Regions from separate parts of the Gossypium hirsutum genome. Here region 1 is linked to region 2. The links are chromatin contacts, called in public Hi-C maps. All regions are on one chromosome and are shown on one strand. The core of a region is the stretch at or near the end of the contact, and the rest is flanking DNA. Distances in the headings are between cores, read along the strand shown. Region 1 holds the start of LOC107899692 (coiled-coil domain-containing protein R3HCC1L). Region 2 holds the start of LOC121220873 (receptor-like kinase TMK3).

Region 1 (4,056 bases), core at 1,178-3,677, 160 kb after region 2:
ATGAAGAAAATCAAGCAAATTATCCATTAAAGTCCCAATATATATTTGGAATTTGTGAGATTGCAATATCTTTAAAAATATACTTTGAAATGTTAATATTTTAAAGTTATAATGATAAATTTTATCGTTAATGTTTATATTTTTTGTCAATTTAATTTTTATTCTTTTGAGCATCAACCTTTCAAAAAGAGTTAAAATACTATTTTTTTAATAAAAATATTTACTAAAATGTTGAATTGTAGACATGAAAATTTATATGGCAATTCACATGTACTTCAAGCTAATTTTTTTGATTTTTTTATATTTTTTAAATTTTGAATTGTTTTATTATATTTTTTAGTATTTTATAATTATTAAATTATTTATTGACATGACATATAAGAAAAATAGTGCTATGTTTGCATAAAGCATATTTAAACTACCATGCATGTTGTTATGCTAATATTATTAAAAAATTAATGTTTTAATCAGTATTTTCATTAAAAATAATAATTTGACTACTTTTTGAAAGGTCAAGACCAAATTTAGATCTAAAAAGATAAAAGTTAAATTGATAAAATATATAAATATTAAAAACTAAATTTATTATTATGCTTATTTGAAATGATGAGACCCAAATTAACTTTCTTATAAAAATAGAAGTCATATTTTATATAAAAAAAAATCAACTTTCTTATAATTTGCTCACTATCCAACTAGCAAATTAACTTCTTTTTTTTTCTTTTTTTTTTTGTGAGTAAACAACGCAAATAAATTAAACTAAACAATCCTATTCTAAAAAATCATTAACTCTATCTGCACATAATCCTACCTCAAGCTGCTCAGAGACATCTTCAAATATTTGTATTACAATTGTCCTATTATAAGCTATCTTAACTATGCAATCAACCACTTAATTACTCTCCCTTGGAATGTGTCCGATGCTCCATTGATCCATAGCGTTTAATTTTCAATTAATCCTTCTCATCAAGTTTGAGGATGAATTCGTCAATTGTCTATCCTAGAAGGTATTAGCCACCTCTAAACTGCTAGTATGAATCAAGACCTTGTTAAACCCTCGTCTTTTGAGAAGAATCAGACCATTCATGACACCTCAAAGCTCGACCTTAAAAACCGAATAGTCCCCTAAATAATTATTGAAACCTAAGATTCAATCTCCATTTTATTTTCTCACTACACTCCCAACAACAGCAAAACCTGCATTTGACTGAACAACACCATCAATATGTAAGATAACCCAATTACCTGATGAAGGTAAATTAAAAACGGTTCTAAGTTGTCTTGTGAACCATTCTTATGAGCTAAATTGAACTGTTTAGTCTAACCAACAGATGAACTGATAGTTTCAGAAAAAGTCCAAAAAATTTCTTGAAACATAAAAAAAAAATTTCTATTTTTCCATATCCGTCAAAGAATTAAACCCAAAAAACTAGACCAAGTGATCCCTATACTCAGCATCCTTAAAGGACTACATAAATTAGATTCCATCCAATCAAGCAGATTGCTAGAGAAAAAATCAGCTTGCTTATTGGTTGGCATACTTCTTTGGCAGCAAGGCACATGCACTGTGACTTATCATAGCCATTGGTTTGATGGCCTTAACATATTGTTTAACGCTTCAGTTGTCATAATTAAAGAATTATTGAATTGCAACAAATATAAAGTCATATAAAATAAAAGGATTTATTAGATCAACTAAACATAAACCCTATTTACAGAGCTTAAAATAATATCTCTTGTTTAAACTTGACAAAATACAAAATTGTATTCTGTGACTTCATTAGTTATATGATTTCAGCCATAGCTATTATGTTGCAGGCGCCAATTAGATTACCTTTCAAACTGATTTTCTTCTCCATATAAACTAGACAACTGTAACATCAAAAACTTTGGTGTCCTTCAATTATTGAATTTTTTTTTTAATTTTTATATATGTTTGATAATCCAAAATTAAAACAGTTTTATAGATTTCTTTTATAAAAATATAAAAAGATAATAGGTTCGATTAATTTAATTTAATTTAATATTATATTATCCTAAAAAATTTTACATTTAAAATTTTAAATTTTTAGAATAAGGTGAAATGTTTAAAAATTAAAGATAAAATATAAAAATTAATTTTTTATAATTTAAATTTTATATTTATCAAACAATTTAATTATATTTAATAATTAAATTTAAGTAATTTATCAAACAAATTTTATAACTTAAATTAATAGTTAAATTTTCAATACTTAATTTTTTTCTTCAATTTATCAAACAACACCTTAGATTAATTAATTAATACATTACTTTTATTACTTTTTCAAATTATGAGTTTTTATATGTAAAAATAAATAAATTCAATTAAATGATAAAAAAATTATATTCATATTCTTAATTGATTTTTCTTTTATTTTTTTTAGATTTATTTTAGTGTGCATGTTCAGGTTCAACAATATCATTTTCGTGCATTCTCCTACTTAAAAAAAAAACTGCTGCTCTAATCTCAAAAATAAAAATATGTGTTATTTTCTCTCTCTTTAGGCCCAAAAGGAAGAGTTAAAAGAGTTTGTGTTTTAATTTGGGCTTGGCTGTGCTGAGCTGAGCTTAAAAATAAAATATGCCACAGATTTGTTGTGATGAAGTGTGTGTGAAGAAACAGAGCAACCAAAGAGGAATAAGGAAACAAGAAAAATGGAAAAAGGAGGAGACGAGAGTTGGAGTGAGAAAGTAGAGGATCTGGTGGCTGCTGGAGACACGCAAGGCGCTATTTCCTTCCTCGAAAATCTCATTTCCCAACTCCAGACGGCGTCCTCCTCCGACGACCTCCGATTACCATCTGCTCTCTCTGACTTAGCTTCTCTCTATTCCTCCATCGGTTTCTCCCTTAAATCCGATCAACTTCTTTCACGCGCTTCTCTTCTCAAGCATCATGCTCACTCTTCAAGGTACTCTCTTTCTTTTCATTTATTGTTAATGTAAATAGAAATAATTTCAATGCTAAAATTTTCTTGCCTTTTTCTTTTTCCAACGTCAGTATAGGGCTGAAAAACAAGGACTTGAAGGAGGATTCCTTAACTTCATCTGATGTTTCTTTGGCTGAAAATGACAATCCTTTGACTCATGGTACAACTCAATATACTTACTCTTTACCTTAACCTTCGTTTGAGGATCGAGTTTGCTACTTTTTTTTGGTTTTTGAATGCACATATAGTATTTCGGTGCCTTGCAGAATTTTTCTTCTTTTGTAGGGTAGTGTGATGGAAAACCTAATATGTCTGCATTTTTGGGGGGGGGGATTTTATTGTATGTATCTCTATGAATTATGTGGAACTGATTTTTCTTTTTATATCTTTTTGCAAAAGGGAATCTTGAAAAGTTACCAGTATTGCCTGGTGATTGTTGGACACTCAAATCATCTTCAGATGATGGTATGTTTCGTTTCAATAGCTTTTCCCTCTGAATGGTTCTTTCTCTTTTTTTGGTTCTCTGAAATGTCTGTATAATAGTTTTTTGGATGACCTGTTATGGAATTGCAATTCTAATGGTTTGTACAGATTGGGAAGCCATTGCAGATCGTGAACCAAGTGAATTACTCTCCTCAGAATGCTTGCCTGGAGTGTCAAATCTTTCTTTGGAGGATAGTAAAGTTGAAGCCCCTAAGAGACGGGGAAGGGGAACATTTTCATATAGAAAAACTGAATTGTATAGCGATCGACTCTCCGATGTGTCTGCATCGAAAGATACTGATAATGAGGATGTGTGCAAACACCCTGAAACAAAAACGATGGAATGTAAGCCTTTATGTCTCACAATTCAAGTTTTTTTTTTTTTTCCATAAATGCTCTGTATATGTATAAGATAGCTTAGTCTTTTCTTATTGAACTTGAAACTATGTTTATTTGCTTGTTCCCAGGCCTTGATCTAATAGGATGTAGAATTCCTTTCAAACTGAAATATTTAACACTGTGTTTTGATGACAAGCTTTCTTTTGTCTTGTCATATCTTTTTCAACGGTTTCAAGTTATTTATGGTCTTTCTTTCTTTTTACACTGGTCAAACATATCAATATAA
Region 2 (4,185 bases), core at 1,271-3,770:
AAATTCATCCAATGCTTTACTGCTTATGACCCCAGTCTCCATCCTCTTAACTGCTAGTTTTGTTCCATCATCCAGTTCACCCATGTAAACAGTTCCAAACCCACCACGGCCAAGCTCATTTTCCTGGGCAAAATCCTTGGTCCCTTTGCGAAGTACTTGAACGGATATGACCAAGTTTCCTGACTCAATGACATGAGAGCTTTGTGTTGCACTGCTATTACTGCTGCCAGAGCTTGTTGCAGTTTTACTAAATAAGCTCCTGGTGGTGTTATTAGAAACAGCTATCTTAACCAAGTTTTCAGGATCTGACGGGTCTTTAGGATGAACCACTATGGAGCTAGGAGCCTCAGAAGCTCTTTTTCTCTTCTTACGCCAGAAAATAGAAAACAGAACCACTAGAAGAATTGAGATGGCAATAGCTGCACTTCCAGCAACAATTACCACCTGGAACCTTTGGAAAATGTTCGATTGGGACTCACCTTGATTGGTAGTAGCAGTAGATGAATTAGAATTCTTCTCTCTATTTGGGAATGGTGATCTGCTAGATGGAGGTGACTCTGTACCACCTGATTGACCACTTGGTGGAGATTCTGAACTTGCAGAAGGTGGACTGCTAGTAGAGGAAGAAGACCCTCTTGTATGATTGGCAAACAACAAAGGATTTCCTTCGATGACAACCTTCACATTGTCACGGAATTCGGGTAATGGAGGCTCAAGATTGTTTCCACTTAGATCTAAAGTTCTCAGAGTTTTTAGTTCAGTGAAGTTTTCAGGAACAGTGCCATATATACTATTTCCCCCTAGCCTAATTTCAATCAGTGATTCTAACTTTGCAATTGAAGGACTAAGTGTACCACTAAGATTATGTCTCGGCAAATTGATAATAGAAACCAGAGAATTCGGATTGCAACTCAATCCTATCCATGGTCCGGCACAAGGTTCATTACCAGACCATTGAGAAGCAAGGTTTACAGGATAATTCATACCACTAAGGAAGTCCAAAAGTGCAGTGACATCTGGGGCACATGAAACCCCTGGTTCAGATTGACAAAATGAATTGGAAGCATAAGAAACATTACCAGCCTTAAACTTGGGTATCGGACCCATGAGCTGATTATTGTTCAGGACCAAGTTATCCAGCTCCATATTGGCCAAGCTCTCAGGGATCAAACCAACAAGCTGGTTCCTATTGAGATTGAGATCTTTCAAAGATGTCAAGTTCCCAATGTTCTCTGGGATTGTCCCAGTGAACTGATTCCCATGAAGCCAAAGCTGTGTCAAGGACACCATATTGGCAACCACATCAATCTTACCTGTCATCCCTTCACCATCTTGATCGTTCAACCACAAAACCTGCATCAAAGACTCACCAAAACTAGCCGGAATCTCACCGGACAATCTGTTATAAGAGAGTTTGAGTGCTACAAGAGATGGCAACTTCCCTAGAAAATCAGGCAATGGTCCAACCACATTGCAGTTAACCAAAGAAAGGTTTGCCAATTGAACTGAATTAGCCAATTCCTTAGGAATAGGCCATCCAGTAGTCTTATTAAAGGGATTATAATCCAAAGCCAAGACACGCACACTGCTAAGTCCATCAAAAAAATCAGCAGGAATCGTATCCAATTCATTGTTATCCAAGTAAGCAAACTCCAACTCTGATAAACCACTAAAGGTTGGTAATTTACCATTGAAGTGATTCTTTTGAAGCCCCAAATTAAAGAGCTTTGTGAGCTGGTTGAGGTTTTGAGGCAGAGGTCCTTTGAGACCAAGATTTTGGACCTGAATTTGAGTCACTCTATCACCAGAACAGAAAACATGAGGCCAAGAAGGAGGACCGCAAGGGTCATCTCCATTTTCAGGCCACATAAGTAGCTCTGAATTATCCAACCCTTTCTTGAAATCGTTCAAGATTTTCAAGTCATTGGGATCTGTAGCACAGTAAACTACTGTAAACATACACAAGAAAAAACCAATGTAGAACCTTGGGTGAACAAATCCCATGAAAAAGGTTGGTCCTTCCCCAAGCAAAAAATACAATAGGAAAGAATTTAACAGTCTCCAATGCAGCTATGACATTTCAAGAAGCCAAAACCAAGAATAAAAAACAAGACCAAGATTCATAATTGTGTATAAAAGGAAGAAAACAGAGAACCTGGAAGTGATATGTTTTGGCCAAAACCAAGGAAAGAAAGGAAGAGGAAGTTTGGTACAGAATGTTGACAAAAAAATCTCAGATTTGAACAAAAATGGGGTTTTTTTTTTCTAGTTGAAGAAAGAGACAAGTGATTAAAGTGAAAGATTAAAAAGGAAAAGGTTGTATCATTGTTTTTTCTGAAAATTTTTAATTATTTATTCAACTTTTTCTTTTCTGTTAATTGATATCATTTGAACCAAAATTTATTAGAGTGTCCCCTTCCTTCATCTTTGGTGAAGTTGATTGATTTTGGCCTTGAAATCTGGCACGAGAATTGGAGAAGAAAAGACCAGCAGGCAGCAACAAGTGACCGACAACGATTATGTATAAAAAGACGCCATATAACATTTAAGGAGAATGGATTCATTTACCGTCATCTCATTATATTGATAGATTAAATTTTATAAAAATGTATATACAGTTTAAATTGAAATTCAAATATTCCTTTTTTGGATTGCACATAATTTTATTCATTTTTTTTACCGTATCACTAGTCTTATTATCAAAGATCTCATGGGGTTCATCACATTCAATTTTTTTTATTTTCCTTATTTTTTGGGTTTTTATATTCATATCTTGCAATGGCTTTCAAATCTTTGTAAATTATTTTCCATCGCCTGGTGATTTATTCTTCTTTGCATGATATCTGTTTCCTTGACTAATTGTTGTCCTTTGCTGAATAATTTTTAGTATATGTTTTGTTTCTTAATTCAATTAGTTTCAATTAAGATGATGCCAATTAATTTAAATCTTAAGTTGAATGGGTGAGAATTTTACATAAATGTGAGGAGATGTGATCCCTATGTGAAGCAATTCTTGGAAATGCAAGATGATACCAATTAAGATACAGTAGAAGAACCGTTTAATTAGATGAAATAAACAATTTGGTTTCATAGTTTGTTGTTCAGATGAGGAAGTGATTTCTAAGTTAATTCAGATCCTTGAGAGGGATGACAGAGCAGATCAGTGAAATTATATACTTGATATCTTTTGTATTTGGAGCTTGGGCTGTATTATTCTGTGTTGCTTTACGTTTTAATTTGTTAAATTTGTATGGAAATTGTGGTGGTCATTGTGTTGAAAAATGAAATGGCCTTGCTTGACTACAAGGTTCAATGGGATTAGAGAGAAGGTGCCTTGGCTATGTTTGTGTTGAGGGAGTTTTTAGTGTATCATTTCAGGTTTTTCCCGACGATTGATATGGCGGATGGGAGGGCGAAAGTTGGTATTGATAGCTCCAATCATTTCGAGGTATGGTGGTGATTGATATGCTCTTGTTCTGTTCTGTTCCTGTTTGGTTTTTTTATTTGTTGTTTTTTTTGCGTCTCTTTTGTCTTGTTTTTCCTGTGGTGTCTTGAACCTTTATTGTTCTGATATACTATTCACAGTGGCCTTCCTTTTATTAATAAACTTCTATTTGGATGAGGAAAAAAAATGAAAAGCTTGATGAAAGAGCAATACTAAAAATGCATAGAGCAAAGGTTCAAGGAACCTGTGGCAAGCAAGGCCCTCTAGCGTCTCCAGGTTGAGGTTACTAATATGGATTGCACCATCTCCCTAAATCAACTTTGTTGAATCAAATCAATTCATTTATATATGTTCTTTTATTCAAGAAGGAAAAACCACAAGTATTGCATTAAGGTGATGACTAAATAACAACTCCAATGACTTTGTTAAGATAACTTCTACATTTTATTACTTGAAAAATAATTTATGGGATCATAATGTAGGGATAAACCCAATTAAACAACGAACAAAGTGAAGAAAATAAGAATTGAAAATATCGAACACGCAAATTTTATGTAGAAAAACTCCTCAAAAGAGGATAAAAAATCATGGGTAAAAGGATATTTCACTGTAATAAAGGAGAGTATGAAAATGAAGAGAATTAAAAGAAAACCGAAGCCCCACAAGAAAAACTCTTCGAAATAAAGAATAAAATTATCTCAATCTAAATATTTTTGTTGTGTAAAACTCATAGTAACTAA

What was found. A called contact is a pair of places that touch in the nucleus more often than the background predicts.
Region 1: a Hi-C map of leaf shows a contact between it and region 2, with 1.5 times the contacts expected there. The contact joins the promoter of LOC107899692 here to the promoter of LOC121220873 in region 2. A contact is called at or near these places in 2 of 34 Hi-C or Micro-C datasets (leaf and seedling).

Annotation. Positions count from the first base shown.
Region 1 is chrD09:38,557,027-38,561,082 of Gossypium_hirsutum_v2.1, forward strand. LOC107899692 (coiled-coil domain-containing protein R3HCC1L) reads left to right here and starts at 2,428. Exons shown (of 7, transcript XM_016825500.2): 1 at 2,428-2,930; 2 at 3,020-3,108; 3 at 3,348-3,413; 4 at 3,540-3,776. The coding sequence starts at 2,677.
Region 2 is chrD09:38,392,371-38,396,555 of Gossypium_hirsutum_v2.1, forward strand. It overlaps LOC121220873 (receptor-like kinase TMK3), which reads right to left and starts at 2,521. Exons shown (of 2, transcript XM_041100566.1): 1 at 1-2,521. The coding sequence starts at 2,004.